2 separate regions of the Oryctolagus cuniculus genome follow, and region 1 is linked to region 2. A link is a contact called in public Micro-C data. All regions are on one chromosome and are shown on one strand. The core of a region is the stretch at or near the end of the contact, and the rest is flanking DNA. Distances in the headings are between cores, read along the strand shown.

The links. Hi-C and Micro-C count contacts between places; a contact is called where the count stands out from the background.
Region 1: a contact with region 2 is called in a Micro-C map of ear pinna, with 5 times the contacts expected there. The contact joins the promoter of C8H8orf58 here to the promoter of CHMP7 in region 2. A contact is called at or near these places in 2 of 6 Hi-C or Micro-C datasets (ear pinna and an unstated tissue).

The regions. Positions count from the first base shown.
Region 1 is chr8:728,061-733,331 of mOryCun1.1, forward strand. It overlaps C8H8orf58 (chromosome 8 C8orf58 homolog), which reads right to left and starts at 1,552. Exons shown (of 7, transcript XM_051836748.2): 1 at 1-1,552. It overlaps PDLIM2 (PDZ and LIM domain 2), which reads right to left. Exons shown (of 10, transcript XM_008249873.4): 7 at 3,989-4,071; 8 at 3,730-3,857; 9 at 2,902-3,019; 10 at 1,697-2,190. The coding sequence ends at 2,013.
Region 2 is chr8:17,096-22,243 of mOryCun1.1, forward strand. It overlaps CHMP7 (charged multivesicular body protein 7), which reads left to right and starts at 2,202. Exons shown (of 9, transcript XM_070047170.1): 1 at 2,202-2,616; 2 at 4,025-4,196. The coding sequence starts at 2,318.

The DNA.
Region 1 (5,271 bases), core at 302-2,801, 710 kb after region 2:
CCCACAAACCACCAGTTAGTTTCTGTGCCCTGTTGCTGGTGACATGGGGAGACTGTGGCCCAAAGCCACGCCCCAGGCAGGCAGGAGAGCCAAGAGCCTGAACCGCCTGCAAGCCCTGGTCCAACTCCACCCCCCCCTTCCCCACCGTCAGAGGGAAACCAAGAATGCCGGCTTGGCAGGAAGCGCTTTCCATCAGCCCAGGAGGCGGGCCGTGCAGCATCAAACCCCCAGCCATGCCGAACCCCAGCTCTGCCCTCCCTGGGTAGGAAGTGAGGCGGCCTGGGGGCCCCGGTGAGAGGGCGGGGAGGTGCAGGGAGGCAGCCCACGCGAATCCCGTCCCGAGTCTGCAGAACGTGGGTCTCTGCGGTGACTCCGGGACAAGAATGCATCTAGAAACAGGAAGCCAGGCCAGCAGGAATGCGGTGTCTCAGCACAAGCTTTGTGTGTGGCTCCCAAGGACTCCCCCACCCACGACCCGACACAGGCTCCCCTCCCAACACCAGCGCCAGCTCAGGGCCACCCTGACACGGGGGCTGCGCACTTCCCAGCTTCCCTGCCACTTGCATTCTGCTGCCCTGGACTGGCATCCTGTGCCAAGCCTCCGCCAAGTAGAGGGCTCCATGGCCCTGCGTGCCTGCAGCATCTACCAGCCTCTGAGCCACGCAGGAGGAATGGGAGGGGCGGCACAGCCACCCACCCCTCGCTGCACACCTGGCCAAGTGAGCAGCTGCCCCGAGTTCCTGACCAAGAAGGCAGTGGCCTGGGGCCAGCCATGCCTAGGAGCCCCTGCACTCCCCATGGGGAAGTCCCAGCTCCAGGAAGCAGGTTTCCTGCAAGCTTGGCGCTTAGCATGGCCCTGGGAGGAGGCAGGACAAAGCCAAGAGCAGCTGGAGAGGGCCGGGGGCCGGGCTGACCTCCCTTGGTGGCCGGCAGGAGCTGTGGCTTTTCCCTTGACCACCTGTGTCCTCCCCAAAGTCCACAGCCCCCTGGATGCCAGCTTCACAGGCAGCCTCACTCCCGACCTGTCCTTGTCCTGCATAGCATCAGCCCACCCCTTCCAATCTGTCAGATCCCCACTTACAGTTGTCAAGGTGAAGTTCAAACCCCTGGCAGTCTGTCATTGACCATGATGCCCAGCCCATCACCAAGTGTGCCGGTGGATCAGTGGGAACCTCCTCGCCATAGGCAGCACCTGGCACTAGGTGGCGCCAAAGAGGCTGCCCCATTTCTGCCCAAGACTCTAGCCAGACTCCCCAGCAGGCCGGCCGCCTTGATCTTCCCCATAAAAATAAAGGCTGGTCCTCAGGCAGCCATCCAGGCAAAAGTTGAGACGATGATATCAAGGTGTAAATTATATCACCAGGTGCCTGAGGAGGCAACACAGTGGGTGCCAAGATCCCCTCCAAAGGCAGCCAGATAAGCACCAAGCTGCCACCAGCACTGGCTTTGATCTTTCCTGTGAGAACAGGGCTGGGGCTGCTGCACCGGCCTCTGGATCCAGGACAGGTACCCCCAGGCCAGGCCCCAGGGGTTGGGGGGCTTTGGGGGCTCTGCTACTTCCATCCCAGGCAAGGCCACCCGCCATGGCCTATCCGCGATTGTCTCTGGTGAGCATCTTCCACGGGGAGTGTTGGGAAGGTGGCACTGGGCTGGGGGTCCCTGAGGGAGGGGCGGGGAAGGAGAGAGAAGCAAGGTGTCTCTTTTGTGCTTGTGTGCATGTTTACGGAGCGCATATGACCAGCGTTACACAGGGAAGAACAAAGAACTGCTAGCACTTCGCTCTCCTCCGAGATGCCTCCCAGCATTCCATCCCGCATTTGCCAAGATGTCAAAGGCAGCAGCCAACTCAGCCTGGGGAACAGGGCCTGCCCTGCAGGGGCGAAGATGCCAGGAAGGTGAGGCTGCCTCGGCACCTGCTGCCCGAGACAGGTCCCAGCCCTGGACTTCACCCAGTCAGGCCCACGCTTAGTTCCCGGGAGGAGCCGCCACCTGCCGTGGCCCCTTCTGTGGGCTCAGGCCCGGGAGCCGAGGGCCGGGGCTGTGGAGTAGCGCTGGCGGGCGTGCTTCTCACAGAACAGCTCGTCGCCCACCCAGAAGTGCCCTCGCATCTTCAAGTTCAAGCCGCAGTCCGTGCAGGTGTAGCAGCCGGCATGGCGGTACCTCCCCTCCTGGATGCGCACGGCCTGGTTCCTGCAGGAGAGGGAATGGTTCCTGCTGGGAGGCCACCACCGCCCTGGAGCCTGGGACGACCCTACAGCCTCAGAGACATGACTCCACCTGCACTCAGTAATCTCCTTCCACCCCCCACCACGCCTGCGCACAGCCGCACATCAGTCCCCGCACGGACTGACAAACCCGGCCAGATCTTCTCGGTTTGCAAGGGAGAAGTGGTACCTAAAGTGTGACCCCAGCTCCTGGGACTGGCAGCGCCAGCATTAGAAGTGCCAGTCTCACCAGGGTACGCGTCACAGTGCAGAAACTTAGCCTGCTGCTCGGAACACCACACGTCACACATAGGAGTTCCAGCTGATCTGCTGTGAGTCAGCTTCCTGTTAGTGCACCCAGGCTCAGCACTCGAGTTCCTGCCACCCATGGACGAGACCCCTGGAGGGAGCTCCTGGCTCCTGGGTTTGGCCTGGCCCAGCCACTAGTAGTTGCAGGCATTTGGGAAGGAGCCAGCAGATGAAGATTTCTCTCTCTCTCTCTCTCTCTCTCTCTCTAACACAGCAGCATCTCGGATTCCTCTGGGGACAAGGAAGAAAGAAGCCAGCCCAGGCAGCCCCAGGACGCTGCAAATAACCCCTCGCAAGGCCACAAAGGAGCTTCCCTCTGGGCTCCCTGGCTGTGCTGCCCGCCTGCTGCTGCTGGCCCCTGGTGGGCCCGGCCCTGCCCCCCACTCACGCGATGCTGGTGCCGCACTTCTCACACGTGTGGAGCTTGGGTGGGGTGGCCAGGGCCCTGGCGGTGGGCAGGGAGGACTGGGGGCTCAGCGAGCTGGGCAGGAAGGCAGGTGTGCCGCCTAGAGGGACAGACAGACAGACACATGGGAGCTCATCCACCGGCCGCAGCAGCGCCGGTAGCACGGGCTGACGCCGGCTGTGGAGCAGGGATGGAGCAAGGCAGGCAAAGACAGGCTGAGGCCACGTCTGCCCGTCTAACGGCGCTGGGGAGCAGCTGAGCCCAGGGTCTGGCAAGCGGAGCTGACGGTCCCGCTCCCGAGACCTGGGAGTGACGCTAGGAGCAGATAACACTGCCAGCCCCGCTGCACGGCTGGGAAAGGGCTTTTCCATGCACCGCCACCCCCAAGGCCTCGGCCAAGGACACCGACATTCCCGTGGCAGTCGCCACCCGCCTGCACTGGCCTGTCCCACCACCGTTCTGCCTGTGCACATGGCCACGCCCAGAGCCTGCGGCTGCTCCCTGCCACCATCTTAAGGCTGCTTGTGGAAGTCTTGATCTTTTCTCCCAGGGCCACATCAGACCCCTCCTCCTCCAAGAAGGCCTCCTTGGAGACCCCCACCCCCACCCTGGCCCACCACCGGCCATCACCATTCCCTTGGTGCCTTCCCGGGGCCCAGGAGGCTCTGCTTCCTACCTCTGGGTGCACACCGGGCCAGCCCTCCCACACCGGATGCACCCACAGGCGGGGTTCTGGCCCCCACCCAGTCCCACTGGTGAACACCTACAGGACGCCTGACGCCCATGCCGGAGCCGCCGCCGGGGCCTCACCTCTCTCCTCAGCCTCCAGGGCTTCCTGCAGGAGCCGGAAGGAGCTGGACTGCCGGGGCGCCAGGCGCGACTCCCGGTTCTCTTGCAGCATCTTGAAGACTTCGGAGTCCTCCTCCAGGAGGTCTACACTGCAGGACGCGGGGCGGCCCCGCCGTCAGCCCGAGCCCAGGGGCAGAGGGCTGTGTCCCAGGAGCCCGAGGAAAGCTGAGGGGCTCAGAGGGGAGGGGACCCCACCCAACCCTCCAGGGCCCGCCAGTACCTGAGCCTGGGGCTGGAGGAACGGGGCCGGGGCGAAGCAGGCAGCACCAGCACCGCCGAGTCGCCAGCGCGGCCCTGGCCGGCCTGAGGGGAGGAGCGAGCGGGGAGGAGTCAGCGGCCGCAGCCTTTGGCCCACCACGCAGCCCTGTGGGTCTCAAGCCCAGCTGTTCCCAGGCCCAACAGCAGAGGGCTCCCGGCCCTTGGTGACCAGCAGGCTCCAGGGCTGGCGCACAAGGGCTGCTGGGGTCCTGGGTGGGGCAGTCAGCACCCAGCAAAGCCGGCATGGGCAGGGAGAGGGAAGGGGGCCGCAAGGGGACTGGACGTGGGGCAAGATGCAGCTGGCAGACAAAGAGTCCCCACCATCCTCCCCCTGTCCTGCCCAGTCTGCGACACCTTGCTGGGTATTCCCAAAGACGCAGCCCCCCGGAGCCTGGTCCCTCCCCCACGGACCCATCCCCTAGGCAGGGAGCAATGGGAACATAAAGGGGTGGGGGGCGGGACCCCCAGGATGGGCCAGGGAGCACTGGCGAGCCAGCCAATGGAAGAGGACGCTCGGGGACAGCTGGGAGGGCCTTGTGTACAGGTTCCCGGGAAGCCACTGTTCTCACTCCGGATCTGTCCACCAGGACCAGGCTGACCCCGGGTGGGCCACTGTACTTTCTAGAAGGGTACCACCACGAGGGCTGGTGCTAGCAGACACCACACCACCTGCCCCTGCCGTCACTGACACAGAGGGGACCCCTCATGTCTGAGCCCAGGCAAGCTGCCCCCTCCTCGCCTGCCCAGCAAGTGTGTGGGTGGAGCCAACACTTCTCACAGCGCGTTGAGGGTGTCGGTGAGTGGGGGAGGGGCGGGGACAGGTGGAAGAAGGCCAGGGGACATTCTGCGGTTAGACAAGCTTGGGAAATGCAGAGTGTGGAGTGTGTTTCTTTCACAGTGACCCCCGAGAGGGAGGGAGCTAGGGGGCCTGTGGCTCCTTGTGGGAGCCTCACGGCAGACCCGAGTGGAAGCTCCACGGAGTGAGGAATTCCTGTTCCCACCACCGCATCCCCAGGGGCTAGGAAGGCGCCTGACATCGAGCAGCTGCTCCGGAACAGGAGGGAGCTCAGAGCGTCGTCTGCCCCTGGCCAGCTCCTGCTCCTCCCTCTGCAGGGTTCAACACAGACGGCCACGCTTCCGGCCCCGGCCATGAAGATGCCCCTTGGGACGCCTGCATCCCTTAGCAGACTGCCTGGACCCATTTCCAATTCCAGCTCCCTGCTCATGCACACCCTGGAAGACAGC
Region 2 (5,148 bases), core at 952-3,451:
GATCTAGTGACTTAATCAGATTCAGATTCAATTTTTTTAAAAAAGTATTTATTTGAAAGGCAAAGAGAAAAGAGAGGGAGAGAGATCAATCTTCTATCTGCTGATTCACTCCCCAAATAACGGCAGCAGTCTTGGCTGGACCAGGCTGAAGCCAGGACCCAGGAACTCCATCCTGGTGTCCCACATGGCTAGCAGGGACTCATATACTGGGCCATCATCTGCTGCCTTCCCAGGCACCTTAGCAGGAAGCTAGATTACAAGCACCAGGACTCGGGCCAGCACCGTGGCTCACTTGGTTAATCCTCCGCCTGCGGCACCAGCAACTCATATGGGCGCCGGTTCTAGTCCCAGTTGCTCCTCTTCCAGTCCAGTTCTCTGCTTTCTCTCTCTCTCTCTCTCTCACTGTCTATAACTGTCAAAAAAAAAAAAAAAAAAAAAAAAAAAAAAAAAAAAAAAAACAAACACTAGGGGAAAGAAGTGCCAGGACTCAAACCAGCACTCCACTATGGACGCCGGCCTCCCAAGTGAGGGCTTAACTCACTTTACCACAGTGCCAGCCCCAGGTTCAACAGTCTTGAAAAGAAATTTCACAAATGGCTCTCTGTGCTTCCTGTTATATCCCTTCAGGGGCATATGATGTCTGTTTGTCGCTCTGTTTGTGATGTTCAGATCAATCAGGAGGTGCTGGCAAAGTGATCCATCCCTTCTAAAACTCCACGACGTCATTTTAAATAGGGTGGTTCAGACAAGGCCACTGTGAGAGGTGACTTCAAGGATAAAACAGTCAGTCATGCAGGGGAGTGGCACAGCATAGGAGTGAAACCCCCAAGGTGACAAAGAGCTTGCCACATACCAGGGACACACTCAGGGACAGCACAGCTCTTCCTCCATTCTCCATTGCTCCCAGGAACTCATCCAGCCTGGAGACGTCCAGAACCTATGGCACTTTCAAGTGCAAGCAGCCTCAGGCCCAAACGCTGCGAAAATGCTCAGGTGTAGAACTATTTGAATTAAATCAGACAGGAAACCAAGGTGTGGAGGGCTGCCCCAGGGCGCTGGGAAAGTCCCCAAACTAAGGGTGTTGGAGGCTCCCCACCCTTGTGCAGAAATGAAAGTCACCTGCATGGGAAAACCTGTTGGATCATGGGAAAAAAGTCACTCTAACCAAGCAGGGACCCCTGCTACATGTACACACCTCAGACTGGCGTCCATGCTGTGACAGCCAGCCTCTGGCTCCCCTCTGCTGCTCCGTGTAGCATGCTCCTCCGTCAGCCTAACTCTGCTCACCCTGCCAGGTTGCTCCACCAGATTCTTCCACCACTCGTGATCGGCTGCTTCCTCTGACACAGGGTGGGAAACCACTTGGTCTGTCTTCCCAGCGGAAGCCAACCAGCTGTGTCACTGGGCATGACAACATGGAAGGAATGCTTCTGGAGCCAGTGTGTGGCACAGCAGGGTAAGCCGCCATCTTGTGCAGCACCAGCTGCCCCACTTCTGATCCAGCTCCCTGCTAATGTGCCTGGCATCCGAGGGATGGCCCAAGCGCTCGAGACCCGGATGGAGTTCCGAGTTCCCGGCTTCCCCGGGGCCACTGGGGAGTGAACCAGCAGGTGGGAATTTGAACTCTTTCTCTATGCCTTTCAAATAGATTTAAAAAAAAGAAAGAAAGAAAGAAAGCCTTCTGGAAAATTGTGCTTTTTAGGGCTCAACTTATTTCCTTACATCCCACACTATTCTTTTTAGGAATGTTCCTCACCATACTTAAAATAATAGTATAAATCAATACCATCTTCCCTTCTGCAAAATGGAGACAGTCTCCAAACCTAACTTCACAGGGTTGTCATGGTATTGCTTGGGCAAACAGTAAATGAGCCAGAAATGTCAGTGGATATATACCTCTGTGTAACCACATACCTGACCCGGGAGCTACCGCCAGTCCCAACCCTTGAAGCCACTCACTTCCCTCTCTAGAGCGCTTTCGCTCCACACCATAATTCAACAAGGGGCGCAACGCGCGCCTACTCGTCGCGCACGCGCAAAGCGCTCCGTTCCTCACAAAGAGCGCGGCAGGAGGGGGTCAGCGCAAGCGCTCTGTGTCTCTCCGAACATAACGTCATCATCCCGCCTCCTGGCCGAAGGAGGACAGCGCGACGCCTGCGCCCTGAGGACGTGAAGGACTTATTTCACGCCGCGGGCGGCGGTGACGCGATGACAGAAGAGGAGGAGGTGTTCGAGGAACGGAAGCCGAGAGGGGACTTGGGCGGAAGGGGACCAGGTCCAGGGCTGTGTTCGGGGCCTTGGCGGGGCTGGGGTTCCGATGTGGTCCCCGGAGCGGGAGGCCGAGGCGCCGGCCGGGGGAGACCCGGCGGGCCTGCTGCCCCCCGAGTGGGAGGAGGATGAGGAGCGCATGTCCTTCCTGTTTTCCGCGTTCAAGAGGAGTCGCGAGGTGAACAGCACCGACTGGGACAGCAAGATGGGCTTCTGGGCGCCGTTGGTGCTGAGCCACAGCCGCCGCCAGGGGGTGGTGCGCCTGCGTCTGCGGGACTTGCAGGAGGCCTTTCAGCGCAAGGGCAGCGTCCCGCTGGGGCTGGCCACGGTGCTGCAGGACCTGCTGCGGTGAGGGGCGGGCCCGGGCCGGGAGGGATGGGCGGCCGGCGGCCTGGGCTCGGGCTCGGACGGCGCGGCGTGCGGAGTGGTCAGCGGGCGGCGGCGGAGGCCGGGCTGTGGGTGTTTGGAGAGAGGAGCGGAGAGGGCCCGGGCAGATGTTGGGGGGCCCGAGAAGTCCTATTATGTGGCTTCCGGGCGGCGGGGCTAAAAGCAAGCCTGGCGGAGGTGGCGGTGATGTGTCTGGGCTGGGGTCCCGTTGTGTCCGATTTCGGGTGAAGCCGGGGCAGGAGGTCTCAGATCTGCAGGGTTTATCGACGGGCACAGCTGGGAAGAGGGCAGCGGTAGGGGAGAGGGCAGCCCCGGCCCGGGCCATGCGTCTGGCCCCTCTGACTTGCCCTTGATCGGGGCTGTGTGGAGCGCAGGGGACGCGACGGCGGGTGAGGGCTTTGTGGGGCATCTCGGGGCCCTGCAGGGGCCGTAGGTGAGAGGCTGGCCGCAAGCAGAGGGTAGCTCACAGAACAGCACTGTGCGGTCTGTACATGTCCGGCACACACCGTTTGGGCTGGCCAGGCGGAGAAAGAGCCCGAGTGGCCGATTCAGGTCACTTGGTCGGGTGTCCGCCGCAGGTTGCACCTGAGGACCCGGATGGGGCCACAGGTGTTCAGGGTGCTGAGTGCTTTGCACTTGAGCTGTGCAGGTGCTGAGCCCAGCCCCGCACGGGGCCTCCCTAAGTGCAGGAAGCAGGCAGTCAGCCCTGGTTTTGTTTCATTTTCCTCCCAGTTGTCTGCTTTTTCTGAGGCTGCTTTGCTGCGTTTGTCCCCCGCACCTTTGCACGGGGTGACACTGTGGCAGTCCATCCCGTGGGGCAGGGGGAGGGACGAGACCAGGGCTGCCGCTTCCAGCGTCTGGGACGCCCATCAGTTTGGCCAGTCACAAAATGCTGATGATCAGGGCGCCTAGGCTTGTTGTGGGGATTTGAAGACAGCCCTCAGCGCAGCGACTGGCCCAAGGTGTGCAGTCAGTAAATTGAGCTGCTCACGTTATTTCTGGTGCAGAGAAACCTGTACCTCCTGTCTCCACCCTAGCTGAGGGTCAGCGTTGGCCCAGGAGCCTTGTGTGCCTGTGGGCTGCGAGGGGGGCGCGGGCATTTTGCAGCCAGACAGATCATGGTTTGGACTTGGCCTTGCTCTTTTGCGGTCACTCCTTGTTCCTCATTAGTGAAGATGCCGCCGACCCCAGCTATCGTGCAGAGTTGTGATGAGGCTTGCAGCTGGAGTATCAAGTGCTGCTGCTCACAGCGGCAGCACACAGTAGGAGCCTCATAAATGGTCATGGGGAGCATGAACTTCGCCCGTGAGGGGTGGAACGGGACCTCGCATTCAGTGCTGCCACACGGCCTTCTCTTTGTCTCCTGCAGCCGAGGGGAGCTGCAGCGGGAGTCAGACTTCATGGCCAGTGTGGACAGCAGCTGGATCTCCTGGGGGGTCGGAGTCTTCCTGCTGAAGCCCCTCAAGTGGACCCTCTCTAACGTGCTGGGGGATAGCAAGGTCCCGGCCGAGGAGGTGCTGGTGGCCGTGGAGCTGCTGAAGGTGGGTGCTCTGAGGGCGGGGCCTGCGTGTCCTCTGGGGTGGGTAGCTGAATGCCTCCCAGGGCGCACTGCTCATGCCGCGTCTGTCAGACTCTCCCGTTTCAGGGCTGGTCCTCTGTCTGGAGTGGCCAGTGACGCTGATCCTTCCCTGGCGTTTGGAGGCCCGAATGGTGAGCCGCGGTGTAGGCAATGCTTTGCCTCCTGGATGAGGGTGTCTCGGGATTCGTGAGGACCACGTGGCTCTCAGCTGTGCCCCCCAGATCAGTGCAGGAGACCCAGCTTTTCTGCTGTCCGCCCGTGTCCCCTTGCTCATCTGGCTGCCCTCCGCCCTCCTCGCCCTTCTGCCTCCACAAGGCCCACTGGGGGCCTTGATCCCTTCCCCCGCTCAGGCAGCTTCCTCGGGGCCCGCTCTCCTGATGGCTGCACTGACTCCCTGCTCAGGACCCCAGCGCCTTTGCGTCTGCCGTGGTCCACACCAGGAGACACCCAGCAGATCCTCCCTGCTGGGCAGAGGCCCTGTGCCCGGACTTAGGGGCCCCCAGAGCCTCTGGTCTTCTCCCCTCTGTCTCATTCTCCTGCCTTGACTGCAGGCACTTCACTGAGCAGGTGAGTCTCCCGGGCCAGGCCTCCAGTATGCGGCCCTTCCACCTCGAGCTCAGCCTCCTCTGAGTCCATCTCTCCCTTGGCTCCGAGAGAGAAGTGTCTTCCCCTGTCCCCTGTGTGCTCTCGAGTCTGTCCCCTTGACCTATCAGGAGGCCTCTCACTCTGTGTGTTCCGTTTCCCTCCCATTTTTTTTAAAGATTTATTTATTTATTTATTTGAAAGACAGAGTCACACAGAGAGGAGAGGCAGAGAGGGAGAGAGAGAGAGAGCTCTTCCATCCACTGGTTCACTCCTCAACTGGCCACAATGGCTGGAACTATGCCAATCTGAAGCCAGGAGCCAGGAGCTTT